3 separate regions of the Mus musculus genome follow, and regions 1 and 3 are each linked to region 2. A link is a contact called in public HiCAR-type and HiChIP or PLAC-seq data. All regions are on one chromosome and are shown on one strand. The core of a region is the stretch at or near the end of the contact, and the rest is flanking DNA. Distances in the headings are between cores, read along the strand shown.

The links. HiCAR-type assays count read pairs that join an accessible place to other places. HiChIP or PLAC-seq counts read pairs in DNA pulled down with a chosen protein or histone mark.
Region 1: a HiCAR-type map of astrocytes shows a contact between it and region 2, with 3 times the contacts expected there. The contact joins two enhancer-like sites. A contact is called at or near these places in 1 of 15 datasets of contacts at CTCF or cohesin (the NIH/3T3 cell line) and 2 of 115 datasets of contacts at active chromatin or transcription factors (astrocytes and stem cell-derived neural progenitor cells).
Region 3: an H3K27ac HiChIP or PLAC-seq map of oligodendrocyte precursor cells shows a contact between it and region 2, with 4 times the contacts expected there. The contact joins two enhancer-like sites. A contact is called at or near these places in 1 of 15 datasets of contacts at CTCF or cohesin (the NIH/3T3 cell line), 8 of 484 Hi-C or Micro-C datasets (adipose-derived mesenchymal stem cells, embryonic stem cells, gonadal supporting cells and 4 more), 2 of 115 datasets of contacts at active chromatin or transcription factors (oligodendrocyte precursor cells and stem cell-derived neural progenitor cells) and 1 of 9 other capture datasets (pancreatic islet).

Annotation. Positions count from the first base shown.
Region 1 is chr1:189,182,755-189,186,995 of GRCm38.p6, reverse strand. No RefSeq gene overlaps it. Among named protein-coding and RNA genes, the nearest start is that of Gm36561, 150 kb to the right of the region's middle. Within about 2 kb of position 1,570, at least 33 of the 459 cell types and tissues checked have an H3K27ac peak or open chromatin away from gene starts, as enhancers often do. A contact at or near this core is called in astrocytes, where this site is marked.
Region 2 is chr1:189,642,886-189,647,177 of GRCm38.p6, reverse strand. Cenpf (centromere protein F) reads left to right here. Exons shown (of 18, transcript NM_001081363.2): 17 at 198-376. Among named protein-coding and RNA genes, the nearest start is that of Gm30088, 25 kb to the right of the region's middle. Within about 2 kb of position 1,672, at least 32 of the 459 cell types and tissues checked have an H3K27ac peak or open chromatin away from gene starts, as enhancers often do. A contact at or near this core is called in astrocytes and oligodendrocyte precursor cells, where this site is marked.
Region 3 is chr1:189,308,264-189,312,305 of GRCm38.p6, reverse strand. All of the region lies in intron 2 of Kcnk2 (potassium channel, subfamily K, member 2), which reads left to right. Among named protein-coding and RNA genes, the nearest start is that of A430027H14Rik, 33 kb to the left of the region's middle. Within about 2 kb of position 1,970, at least 11 of the 459 cell types and tissues checked have an H3K27ac peak or open chromatin away from gene starts, as enhancers often do. A contact at or near this core is called in oligodendrocyte precursor cells, where this site is marked.

The DNA of each region.
Region 1 (4,241 bases), core at 321-2,820, 460 kb after region 2:
GCTTAGCCCCCCCCCCCCCCCCCCCCCCCCGTTTAGCTGCTAGTAAGGTAATAAGAATTTTTCTTCTCTCCTTTTTATGCCTCACTAACTGCATATAGATGTTTTATTAATTTATCTGAACCGTAGACTTTTAACATCACAGTCCCACACGTGGTGTGGCATCAGCAGCTCAGATCTGTTTAAGGCCTCTCCGTGGTTCTAGGCTGAGGTCCATTTTGACACTTTCTATGGTGGATGCCACCAAAGATCTGCAGAGGCTTCTTCATGCTGAGCCCTGCTACTTCAGACTTACCCTGCACTCAACCTACTGCTCATATCTACATTTGCATTAGAGTCCAACCAAGAGACTAGTATGAACCTGGGGAAAGGAGGTGCTAGACACTTTCAATTGCTCTGTGCCTGGCGGCACTGTGTACAGTTGGGCACTTTGGGGAATTCCTCAGGGCTGGGCATTCAGGTTCTCTGGATGTAGGACGAGCCATCATGGTATTTTTTCCCTGAGTAACCATTGTTGGTGGTAACTATAGTAACCCCAAAGGAAATACAGTTTTTACGAAGAGTATACTCCCTTTAAATTATTTTATTTTATGAGTTTAGAAGTGCTGCCTACATGTATGCCTGTGTACCATGTATGTGCCTAGTGCCCACAGAGACCAGCAGTGGGCATCAGATTTCCTAGGACTGGCGTTAGTTGTCTATCACCCTGTGGGTGGTAGGAATTGAACACAGCTCCTCTGGAAGAACAGGTGGTTTTCGTAACTGCTGAAGTACATATAGTTTCAGGCCAAGGGTAGAGTGTGCTTGAAATAGGAAAATGTACATAAAATTTCCTTTCTGATGACTTTTTTTTTTCACTCTTTACTAATAAGACTTTTGTTACTCGGAAAATACGGGCACATCTTTCCTGAAGAGAATTAAGAATTAATAAATAGAAATGACTCTCCTGGACTTTCTTCACAACATGGAATTTCTTAAGAACTGAAAGACAGCCATAGCAGGGTCCCCCCTCAAGGGAACCTACCCCCCCCCCAATTTGGGCTCGGTGGACAATGTTAAAGATATAGCATTACTGATATCATTGCTGTAACATGGTAAAATACCATATTCTTAAAATAGCACTTTAAAGAGGAAGGAAATGGATTGTGTATATTTATCCCATGTTTGAATGCGTGATTATAACTTAATCTAAACTCATTCAAAATTACACACTGAACAGACATCCAGAATGAACTATTATGCTTTCTCCTAGTGTTACAGCTTCTCCTTAATTGAGTGCATTCACAAATAATTACTCATTTGCTGCCTTTTGGTGGCCCTCAGCAGTTTCATTGTTGGTGCGTTCTCAGACACTCAGATTTCCAGACAAATTTTCTTTGGCTAACTATGTTTAGCCTGAACGTGAGTCTGGAAAATGAGCTAGCCACTGCCCCTTCATTTGTCTTTAATTTGTTTATGTTTACTGTCGCCAGAGGCATCTGTGTCTTTAAGGCTTGTCACACTCAGTGGGCTATTTTCTGCAGTATCAGGTGCCCACAGTGCTATCCAGCAGGAACTGAAAGCAGCCAGGACTTCACTGCAGCCTTTTGTGAGAGGCCAAGGTCACGCTGTGCAGCAAAGCTTGGAGAATTCTTCCCAGCCTCAGGGTTCTTCAAAGCTCTGTCTATCGCAGACAGTTTCTCTGCCCCCACATCTTCTCCACCCCACGGCTCCCCCACTCTACTCCCTCCTGATACCACCAGTATGCTTTCTCTGCTTCTCTGATTTTCCTTCTTGTGGGTCTCTGCCCGTCCTGACGGTATGAAGTGCAGGCCTCCACAGGCTTTGTACCACTAGGCATCTAGTCAGGGAACCAAGCAAGGGCTGAGAGAGAGCAATGGGAGTTAACTGTCTAAGAAATGGGAAGGAAAACAGGTACCAGGGATAGTAAGTATAGAAAGTGCCTGCTACCCAGAAAGTCGAGTGTCACAATGCACAGTGCCAAAGAGCACTCTGTCTGTTACTTTTACTGGGGAGAAGTTAAAGTGACCTGTATATCCCAAAAGGAGCAATGACAGTAGACCCAAGAAACTAGTCCATCCAAGAGTAGTTTAGCGAACCAGAGTTTACTGGGGCTACGTACACGTGATCAGTTTCTTCTAACAACAAGGTGACTCTAAGGCACCTGTGTTAGTGAGTCACCCCAGTGCAGGTAACTCACAGGAGCTCCCTCTCCTTAGCTCTGTGCACAATTTGCAGGCAGGTCTGCTAGTCAGAGAGTCTGCTCTCTCTGGAGGTCCTTACTGCTTCTATAACCTCGGGGAGGAACCTTTGAGTCTTGTAACTTTCAGGAACTTCCTGAGTTGTCTACCTTTGAATTTTAAGTGTCTCTCCCCTCCCCTCTGAAGGAAACCCGTCTGTAGCCATCAAGGACACATTTCCAGCTCTTCTGAAGATCCTTTGGGACATTAACAAAGCATGTTCAAATTTGGCTTGTGCTGCCTCAGAAACAGAAAATGAAATAATAATAATAACAATAATAATAAAACCATTCAGTGCTGTGTGTTTTCACTTTCTTTTTTGGGTGTGTGTGTGTGTGTTTTCACTTTCAATGGTTATGATGGTTAATCTTGATTATTGTCTAGACAGCATTTAGTGTCTCCCAGAAGACACGTCTGGGCTAGTCCATTAGAGTGCTTCCATAGAGGTTCTACTAAGGTCGGATGACACGCTCTGAGTGTGGGTGGTGTCTTCCCATGGGCTAGGTTCCCTGAAAAAGATAGTGGAGCATCAGACACAGCACTCTACTTGCTGACTGCAGACATGATCTGAGAGCTGCCTCGTGCCTCTGCTGCTGCAAGTATAGCCACACTGGGGTCATGATAGATTGTACCCTCAGTCTGTGGCCAACGTAGACTCTCCCTTCCTTCCTCAACTTGATTCTGTCAGGTACTTTATCCCAGCAATTGACTAGTGCAGTGGGGAACAGTCAAATTTTCCATACCTCAGGACCATGGATTTGTATTTTACCCAGTTTGTCCCCCATGCTAAAGTTCCCTATCAGGAAGTATCTGAAATCCTATTGCTTCATGCACATGTGCTCTGTTTAGCAAAACAAGATACACATAGTAGGCCAGTGCGGTAGAGTGTGAAATTGTCAAGGCATCCAGACCTCTGTGGGGCACTCACCCCAAGGACTAAAGACAGGGCAGAGTTCTGAGGGAAAAAAGGCAAAGGCTCAGTGCTGGCCCTGTAGGGAAGCAAGCACGACACCAGCACTCCTTGCCCTGAATCAGTGCTAAGGAAACAGCACCTGTCTGGTTAATGATTGCTTTCTCGTGCCTGGGCTTGTGCATACATACTCATACAAGGTAGATATGTTTGCATACTGTAAAAATTCCAGCAACGGGGAGGCTGAGGCAGGGGGAATGACAAGTTTTAGGTACCTGGGATATATAATGAGCTTCATGGAAGCCAGTACAAAATAGGAAGGCTCTCTGTCAAAAAGACACATAAGCAAACACACAGAGATTATATCCAAAAAAGCCACTGCCATAGAAGCCACAATATTATTCATTTCATAATTTCAAATTATTCTCCTAGATCCACAAACACTGTGCCCAAGCTGAGCATTTAGCCTAAATGGGGAACAGCACCAATTTCTGAATCTTTCAAGAGATGACACTAAATTCTGCCGTGGATTTTATCAGAGACAAAGACAGGGATGCAGCTGTGTAGCTAGGACACTAGTCTTATGAAATACTTAGAACACGGGACAAGCTATCTCAGCGTTTCCAATTGACTAGAGCTTTGAAACATTCTCTAACCTGTTCTCAATAGACCCTCGTTTCTATTGGTGGAGTGTAGAGTAGGATTGTAGGAATCTGGCAGCTTAGAGGGGCCAGGTGCCTCTGAAGCATGCTGAGGTCCCCCCACATCCAGGGCACATCTCTGATAAATTAATTTGAGTTTCTTTGTGAGAAATTTAAAAGGTTTCCTGGAAGAATAGACAACTGGTCTAGGGCAGTCGCCTCCCTCCAGAGTCTGAAACTTCATTTGAAAGCCTCAGTTCATGAATTCACATAGGTTGGGAACCTCAGTGAGAAGCCATTACTCCCCCAACCCCCCACCACTATAGTAGCCTTAAGCCTTTTTAGAGGAAATTTCATTTTAGCTGACTATTGATTCATCCCTAGGTAATATTTATCAATTAGCAATTACCCAAGGACTATGAAGTATAAGCAATTCTGCCTTAAAAAAATGGA
Region 2 (4,292 bases), core at 423-2,922:
TGATGACTACCAAGGCAATTAGGAAGTTTAATACATTGTTTTCCATGACTGAGGGGAAACTATGTTTTGTAGTTAATTTACTGTTATTGAACCTTTGTACCTGCATGCACAAACATCTGACCTCTATTGCTAGCCCAGCGAACCCAGCCAAACAGCTAATCAGTGCCATTACCAACAAGCAGCTCTTTTGCCCTTAGGGTTTGCTGACATCCCAACTGGAAAGACAAGCCCATATATCCTTCGGAGAACAACCATGGCAACCAGGACCAGCCCCCGCTTTGCTACACAGAAGTTAGTGGGATCTTCCCCATCTCTGGGCAAAGAAAATGTTGTAGAGTCCTCCAAACCAACAGCTGGTGGCAGCAGATCACAAAAGGTAACGTGTGAATGTCATTTCCTCCCTGTTATCCTGGAAGTGTGTTAGCAGGCCTAGGGATGGATATTATGGCAGGCTCTGACTCAGGGGCCTGAGTGAGCAAGTCCAAGGATGCACATCAGTGTCCTGAGGGCTCCTTGTCAGTAGCTCTCTGGGAAGTGTCGCTGTTGTGGGAAACCCAGCACATTCGTCCGAGAGTTTCAAGTGGCTTCAGTGGTTTGTAGAGGTTGTTTTCCTTAGGGCACTGGTTCTGGTCACTGTTTGTCTGCCCTCCCCATCAAAGCTCCTAATTCTCTATGGCTTATAGTCACTACAATGGGCAAAAGGTGAAGAATATTTGCTTGGTGATTTTTATTTCTAATACTGTAATTCCTACTAGTAGCACCATTTCTGTAAGCAGTGGCACGTGTTTCACTTAACTTTTATTTTTAAATCTCAGGTTTGCCATGAACTCACTGTGTAGCCAAGGATGGCCTTGAACTTGTGATCTTTGTGCCTCCACCTCCTGAGTGCTGGAGTTCTAGATGTGCACCAGCACTCTCCATTTATGCTTTGTGTATGCTTGGCAAGCTCTCTGCCTTATCCCTACATCTTACTTCACTCAGGGTTTATTCATTGTTCTCTTACACTGTAGTGCTGTAAAAGAATGAAGAGAATGACATTCATGAGGAAGCCTCCCCAGGTTCACACCTCTCTTTTGCAGCTTGTTTGTATTTCTCAAACTACGAACCATGGGGATATTCTTGGCAATTTCTAGAGTAACTTGAAGAAGTTTTAAATTTTTGTGATGTTACTTTGCTCACCTGTCAGAGTTTATATGCAATCCAATAACATTCAACAAGTACGGTGGCTCCCATATACTATTACACGAGTGAGCACAGCTCTCGGATCTTAGAGACATTGGTGATTAGTTGTATCAGAGCAGCAACACATTGCAAATTGGTTTGTTTTGATTGATGACATTCTGTATACAGTTAAACCTTGTAATTCGCTTTCTCCTAGCTTGTAGATGTGAATGTTACCTTGAAATTAGTAATAAGATTTTATAAAGATAAGAAACTGTCCTATGAAGTCCCCACAGAGTCTGTTCTTTTTTCTTTCTTTTCTTTTATTAGGAATTGATAGTAAAGGCCATTTGCATGTGGTGTTCATATTTATTACCTAATAGAAAGGTTTTTGCACACTAGGGGGCCTGCACTCTACACTGCTGTCGAACCTGCTGGTACAGAGCAGTAACCATGGTTTCCTGCAGACTGTGTTCTCTGCATGCAGTAGTTGGCACCAGCAGTTATGAATTACAAAGCAGTTTTGTGCACTTGAATGGCAGGGGACCCTCTTAAAGCCAGGGACTAGGAGACTATGATTAGATTCACATTTTAAGAACCCAGCCCAGTCTTTTTCAGTTTTAGTCAGCGTTTTCTGGCCTCTCTGTTCGACTGAAGTGCTTTGGCACTAAAAACTGAAATCTCCCCTAAAGTGAAATCTGGCAATCTTATATTAGTTATTAATAACTGATGAGTTCAATGTAGAAAAAAATGGGTAAGATGCGTTGGACGCAGTATTCTGCTCATTATGTCACTAGGAAATGCTAGTCTGCAGGAGACAAAGGAGCTGCTGTTTATAGACTTGATTCCCTGAATGGTGCTGCTTCCTGGGCTGGCCTCTGTAACTTGTAAGGCCACTGTGGATGGTGTGAGGCTGTGAGTACAGGGTCAGCTGGCAGCTCTTTGAGGACATTGTATTTTCCCCTGCTAGTAGGATTTATTTCCACCAGGTCACCACATCTATCCTTTCCATCCTGGCTGCAGGCATCACTGGTAAGATGGGTAGTGGCACTGTGATAGAAGCAGGGCCTTGCCAGGCTGTGGACAGAGAGAGCACTGTCCAGAAGCAAACTGTCTACATGAGCATCACACTCACAGTGTCACTGACTCAATTCTGTGTCAGACATGAAGTTCTGAGCTCAGTGAAATCCAAGGGACTGCAGTCCCTGGCTTAGGCCTTGCTGTTTCAGTTCCTTCTCTCTGAGTGATCCATCATTCTCTCTGCTTCCGTCCTTTCCTTCTTCCCATCTGAACCTAAATACTGAAAACCCTAGGACTCTTAGATCAAGGGAGACCTTGTCTTGGTGTCATTGCTTCTTTTTAAAAGAAAAGAAGTGATATCACCAACAAACCTTTTTTTCCCTTCAACTTTTCACCAACTCCTGGTCCTTGGCTACTGGCTTTTCAGTGTCCTATGCACAGGATCTGAGGTGAGAGCAGGCTTTCAAGGGGTTTGACTTATATTTACTGTATTTTCTGTAGGGCAAAGTATCTAACTGCTGTTAAAGCCACATGCTTTCTGTAGAAAGAATATAAATGGGAAAATAATCTCCAGTTTTATTTTTGTTTCAGAATCTTCAGAACTTAGAAATCTTACTTAGGGAGGGTCTGTTGTATGCTTATTTTTGGGACACCACACTGAAGACCAATCTGTACTTGCAAAGTAGCCTTTTTAAATTTTTCTTACCTTTTCCTTCTTGGGGAGGGGTAAGGTACAGTACTGGGCAGAATTATTGAACATACTGCTTCGTGCATTTCTGTAGATTTTCACAACTGAGCTACATCCCCAGCCTTCTTTTTTAATTTTTAAGATAGTGTCTCGCTAAGTTGCCTGACTTGCCTGAATTTGCTTTCTAGCAGAATCAAGCAGACCTTAAAAATTGCCATCTTCTTCCTCTCTCAGTCTCTTGAGCATCTGGGATCCAGGTCTGAGCCACTGGGCCCATTAATGACTGGTTTTGCTTTCAGCTGCTCACTATTGTGCAAGCTGGTCTTGAACTCCTGGGCTCAGCTGATCTCATCTTGCTGCCCTGCTTTCTTCTGGAGGTTTTGTACTTGAAACTTTCATTCTTGCCTTTAACTTTTTGTTTTTGTATTTCCTTGTATTTCATCTTATTTTGGGACAGGTCTCTTATTGATCACCAAGTAGAATAGGCTATTTAGCCAGCAATCCCTACAGTGCTGTCATGTCTCAAATGTATATATATTAGGTCCTCAGGTTTACAGTACAAGCACTGTGCCAACAGCCTGGTCTCCAGCCCTTCTTATCCAATTCTCATCCTTACAGTTCCTCACTGTTGTGTATGTCATATGCTTTGACTCCTCACCTATAGCAACATCTTACCTTTCCTTACAGTTTTGTTTTCTGGTATAATTTCTTTCATCTAAAAGACAACACCATGTGAGATTTGTTCTTTCTGGACTTAATTATTAGATAATTGTTTTCCAAATCCAGTATGGAATCAACACTAATAAGAGAGTGATTGACACTTCTATATGGGTCCTTGGTGTTTGACATATTGTAAATATGGTGTTTTCCTCTGAAGTCAGTTATCTGCATTTGTATTGCACTTACTGTGAATGCCACAGGAACTCGGGACTTATGAGCCAGGTTTTGGTTCTCAGGAATTTGTTGTGCATCTACCTTGTAATCAGGTGCATTGTGGGTGTTAAAAATGAGTGTAAATAAATTAGATGCAGTCTTTACTTTTAAACTGTTTGCCTTCAGTTCTGAAATGGCATACTTGCTTGAGAGCAGGGCTCTGGCCATCAGTGGTATCGAGAGAAATCTGAGACTTATTATATATAGGTTGTGTCTGATGTTGTAAATTCCTGTTAGGTACCTCCTGCCCTAGGTGATAGGTGCTGACCACTCTTGAGAGTGTGACAGACCTTACTGTACAGACCTCTTAAGGCCACCATCGAGGAGGCTGAAGCAGGAGAATCACAAGTTCAGCTCTCTCTGCCCTATAAAGTAGGTTCAGAGCTAGCCTGGGAGCAAAGTGAACCTCTATCAAATCTAAAGGAAAAATAGGGCTGAGAATGTAGCTCACTGGTGGGTCGCTTGCCTAACACATGTAGTGCCTCGGTTC
Region 3 (4,042 bases), core at 721-3,220, 340 kb after region 2:
TCTTTGGTTTAGGTATCAGAGTAATTGCGGCTTCATAGAACGAATTGAGTAGAGTACCTTCTGTTTCTATTTTGTGAAATAGTTTGAGGAGAGTTGGAATTAGATCTTCTTTGAAGGTCTGTTAGAACTCTGCACTAAACCTTTTTTTTTTTTTTTTTTTTGGTTGGGATACTATTAATGACTGTTTCTATTTCTTTAGGGGATATGGGATGGCTTAGATTGTTAATCTGATCTTGATTTAACTTTGGTACCTGGTATCTGTCTAGGAAGTTGTCCATTTCATCCAGGTCTTTTAGTTTTGTTGAGTATAGCCTTTTGTATTAGGATCTGATGGTGTCTCGGATTTCCTCAGGTTCTGTTGTTATGTCTCCTTTTTCATTTTTGATTTTGTTAATTAGGATACTGTCCCTGTGCCCTCTAGTTAGTCTGGCTACGGGTTTATCTATATTGTTGATTTTCTCAAAGAACCAGCTCCTGGTTTGGTTGATTCTTTGAATAGTTCTTTTTGTTTCCACTTGGTTGATTTCAGCCCTGAGTTTTACTATTTCCTGCCATCCATTCCTCTTGGGTAAATTTGCTTCTTTCAGGTGTGCTGTCAAGCTGCTAGTGTATGCTTTCTCCAGTTTCTTTTTGGAGGCACTCAGAGCTATGAGTTTTCCTCTTAGGAATGCTTTCATTGTGTCCCATAAGTTTGGGTATGTTGTACCTTCATTTTCATTAAACTCTATAAAAAGTCTTAAATTTCTTTTTTTATTGCTTCCTTGACTAAGTTATCATTGAGTAGAGTGTTGTTCAGCTTCCACATGTATGTGGGCTTTCTATTGTTTATGTTGTTATTGAAGATCAGCCTTAGTCCATGGTGATCTGATAGGAGGCATGGGATTATTTCAATCTTCTTGTATCTGTTTGAGGCCTGTTTTGTGACCAATTATATGGTCAATTTTGGAGAAGGTACCATGAGGTGCTGAGAAGAAGGCATATCCTTTTGTTTTAGGATAAAATGTTCTATGGATATCTGTTAAATCCATTTATTTCATGACTTCTGTTAGTTTCACTGTGTCTCTGTTTAGTTTCTGTTTCCATGATCTGTCCATTGCTGAGAGTGGGGTGTTGAAGTCTCCCAGTATTATTGTGTGAGGTGCAATGTGTGCTTTGAGCTTTACTAAAGTTTCTTTAATGAATGTGGCTGCCCTTGCATTTGGAGCATAGATGTCCTTGATAAGCTTTATATGAATATTGGACACTCCTTTTATTTAAGCTTTGGTCTGGCATGGATATACAGCCTAAAAGGTAGAGTGGAGATCAATGACTTTATGGGAAAAGCAAATATAATTTTCCTAATATAAGATGGAAGTGCATGTTGTTAACCAGCAGAGTAAAGCTTCCTTTGTCAGATCTTAGATTAATAATTAATTCTCTTCCTTTTTATTTTGAGACATGGTTTCATGTAGCCCAGTGAGTCTGGAATTTACTATGTAGCTGATGTTGGCCTTTAACTGAGACTCTTCCTGTCTTCAACCTTAAGCACTGGGATTGCAGGCATGTGTCACCACACCCTACTTATCTTATCGTATCTTATTTATTTATTCATTCATTTATATCAGTTTATAAACATATGTGTGTTATTGCCCCATCCTGTAGACAAAATATTGTAAAATTATGTTCTTAGCGTCAGCCCCCAGTGTGATTTTCCTGCCTTTCCAAATCCTATGTTGAAGTCAGTGGCCTTACAGCCATCTCCTAGGTTATACCCGCAGCTTGCCCTGTTTCTCCTTCTAGAACGCTCTCTTTCTTGCTGCTTGAATGGCCTCTAGCTGCTTGCTTCTGCGTGTACTTTGGTTTTCTGTTTCCTTCTTCTACTTCCTCTTTGCTTCATCTTTTCCTTTTCTTTTGTTTACCCCACCACACACAGGCAGGGTTGGAAGGTGGCCAGGACCTTTAGTATTGCTCTAAGTGTTCTTATCCACACAGTGACTTGGCATCCTGGCAGAGTGGGAGAATGTGTATCAAGGCCTCTGCCCCCTCTGTGCTTTGTGTGGCTCTTGTGGTTCCTTCTGGTTTGCCAGGACTAGACCAGGCTTTAACTTTTCTGGTTACACTGTATTCAGCTTGTTGAATGGTTCAGATTTATATAAGGCATCTTTTCCTTCCACCTCCTGGCACTCAGATACAAATTGAATAAATGTATCTAAATATATCCAGTGGAAATATATTACTGCTGCTAATTAGGAGACACCAACAGTATTAAATTGGGTGGCTCACTCCTAGAATCCCAGCTCTCTAGGGGCAGAGGCAGGTAGAACTCTGGGTTAGAGTTCTACCCACTCTAGTCTATATAGTGAGTTCCAGGGCTGTGGAAGGTACTCAGCAAGATCCTGTCTCAACAAAAGAGCTAGGAGCCGGTGAGATGGCTCAGAGATTAAGAGCACTGGCTGCTCTCCCAGAGGATCTCAGGTCAATTTGTCACACTGCATGCTGATGCACAACTGTCTAACTCTAGTTCCAGGGGATCTGATGCCCTATTGTGTTCTCCATGGGCACTAGGATTCTGTGTGTGATGCACAAACATACACGCAGGCAAATAATCCTCATAAAATACAATTTAAAAAGTTAAATAGGGAATAGCTGCAAAGACTTCAAAATGCCTGAGAATATGATTATGCTCTGTTGGCAACAGCTGAGGAAGGACTTAGGGCTATAGACACTAAAAAATAAATACATGTATGTTGTAAAAACCGCTCTGCTTTAGGGATTAGGAGTTAATTTTCCTTTCAGGATTCTATTCAGTCAACTCAATATTATTTTCATGATTAACAATCCTACGTGCACAGGACCAGGAAAGTGAACTCAGACGATCAACAGTGTGTCTGTCTCTTTCTGGCCCTTTGATGGATGGCTCCACCCCCCAGTCCTCTTGTCCCGTTTTGGGTTTTAAAGTTTTGTTTCTACTAATAGGAGTTCAGCTTACACTTCAAAGGGAGTGATAAACACGCTGTGTGCCTCACTAGCCTGCATAAAAATAGTTTTGACCTGCAAATGCACAATCCCTAAATAGAGGGGAAGATGTGGGGAGATGGCTCAGAGGGGCACTTCTGAGTCTGTCGGGCAGAATTCTCCTCCCGCAGGAGCTTACTCTCACCAAGCTAGAAGAACCAGGGCTTCGTTTTAAATAAAAGGCTTAAATGTTGGCACCTTTTCCTTAAATGCCTATTTTGAAAACAAAATTAAAAAATATATTTTAGCTCAAATTGTTTCTAGTAGTGCTCAATAAATTAAAAGGTTATATGACCCTTCTTAGAAAATCCACTCTGGGGAAACCTAGAAAATGCTCATTTTTCTAATCCCTGAGCTTAGTATGATTTAATGATCCATGTTTTGTATTCAAAATGCAAATATAGTCACATTTACATAAAATCATAACTATTATATGAAGAAAAAGGGTGACAGATATAGATTTAGAGCATGTAATGTTCACCAGTACTTAGAGAAGAGAAATTGATTGTGGGATATAACACTGACATTTTTCTATTTCTTTTTTAAAATTATGTATGTACCTCATTTTTAACCCCTGGGACTTGAAGTAGGATAGACAGACAAGTACCGAGCCCACATGGTCATACAACTTCTGAAAAACAAATTTCATATACAAATACACTTCCCCCATTAGAGGCTAGAAATATATGAATTAGAACAAAGTATTTGTTTTCAAGTCATGAACATACAATTTTAAGGTAGGTAATTGTCTTAAATACCTAATATATCAAGATTTGTCAAATATGTACAAAAATTGGACACAATTTGAGTTTCCAGTCAGAATTGAGTCAGTCAGAATTTCCAGGAGATAGCATCCCCAGTGATAGGAGATTTAACGTGAATTAGCTTTAATTCTGCAGTAGTGGACATTGCACCAGAAGAAAATGCACTGTCATTACACTCTGTACATTGAAATGTTATCCTTTTCTTCATGTCCACGATTAAGCTGCCATCTTGCATGCCAAAATGCTCAGATATTAGTAATTTTATATCTTTTGCCAGTTTTTGT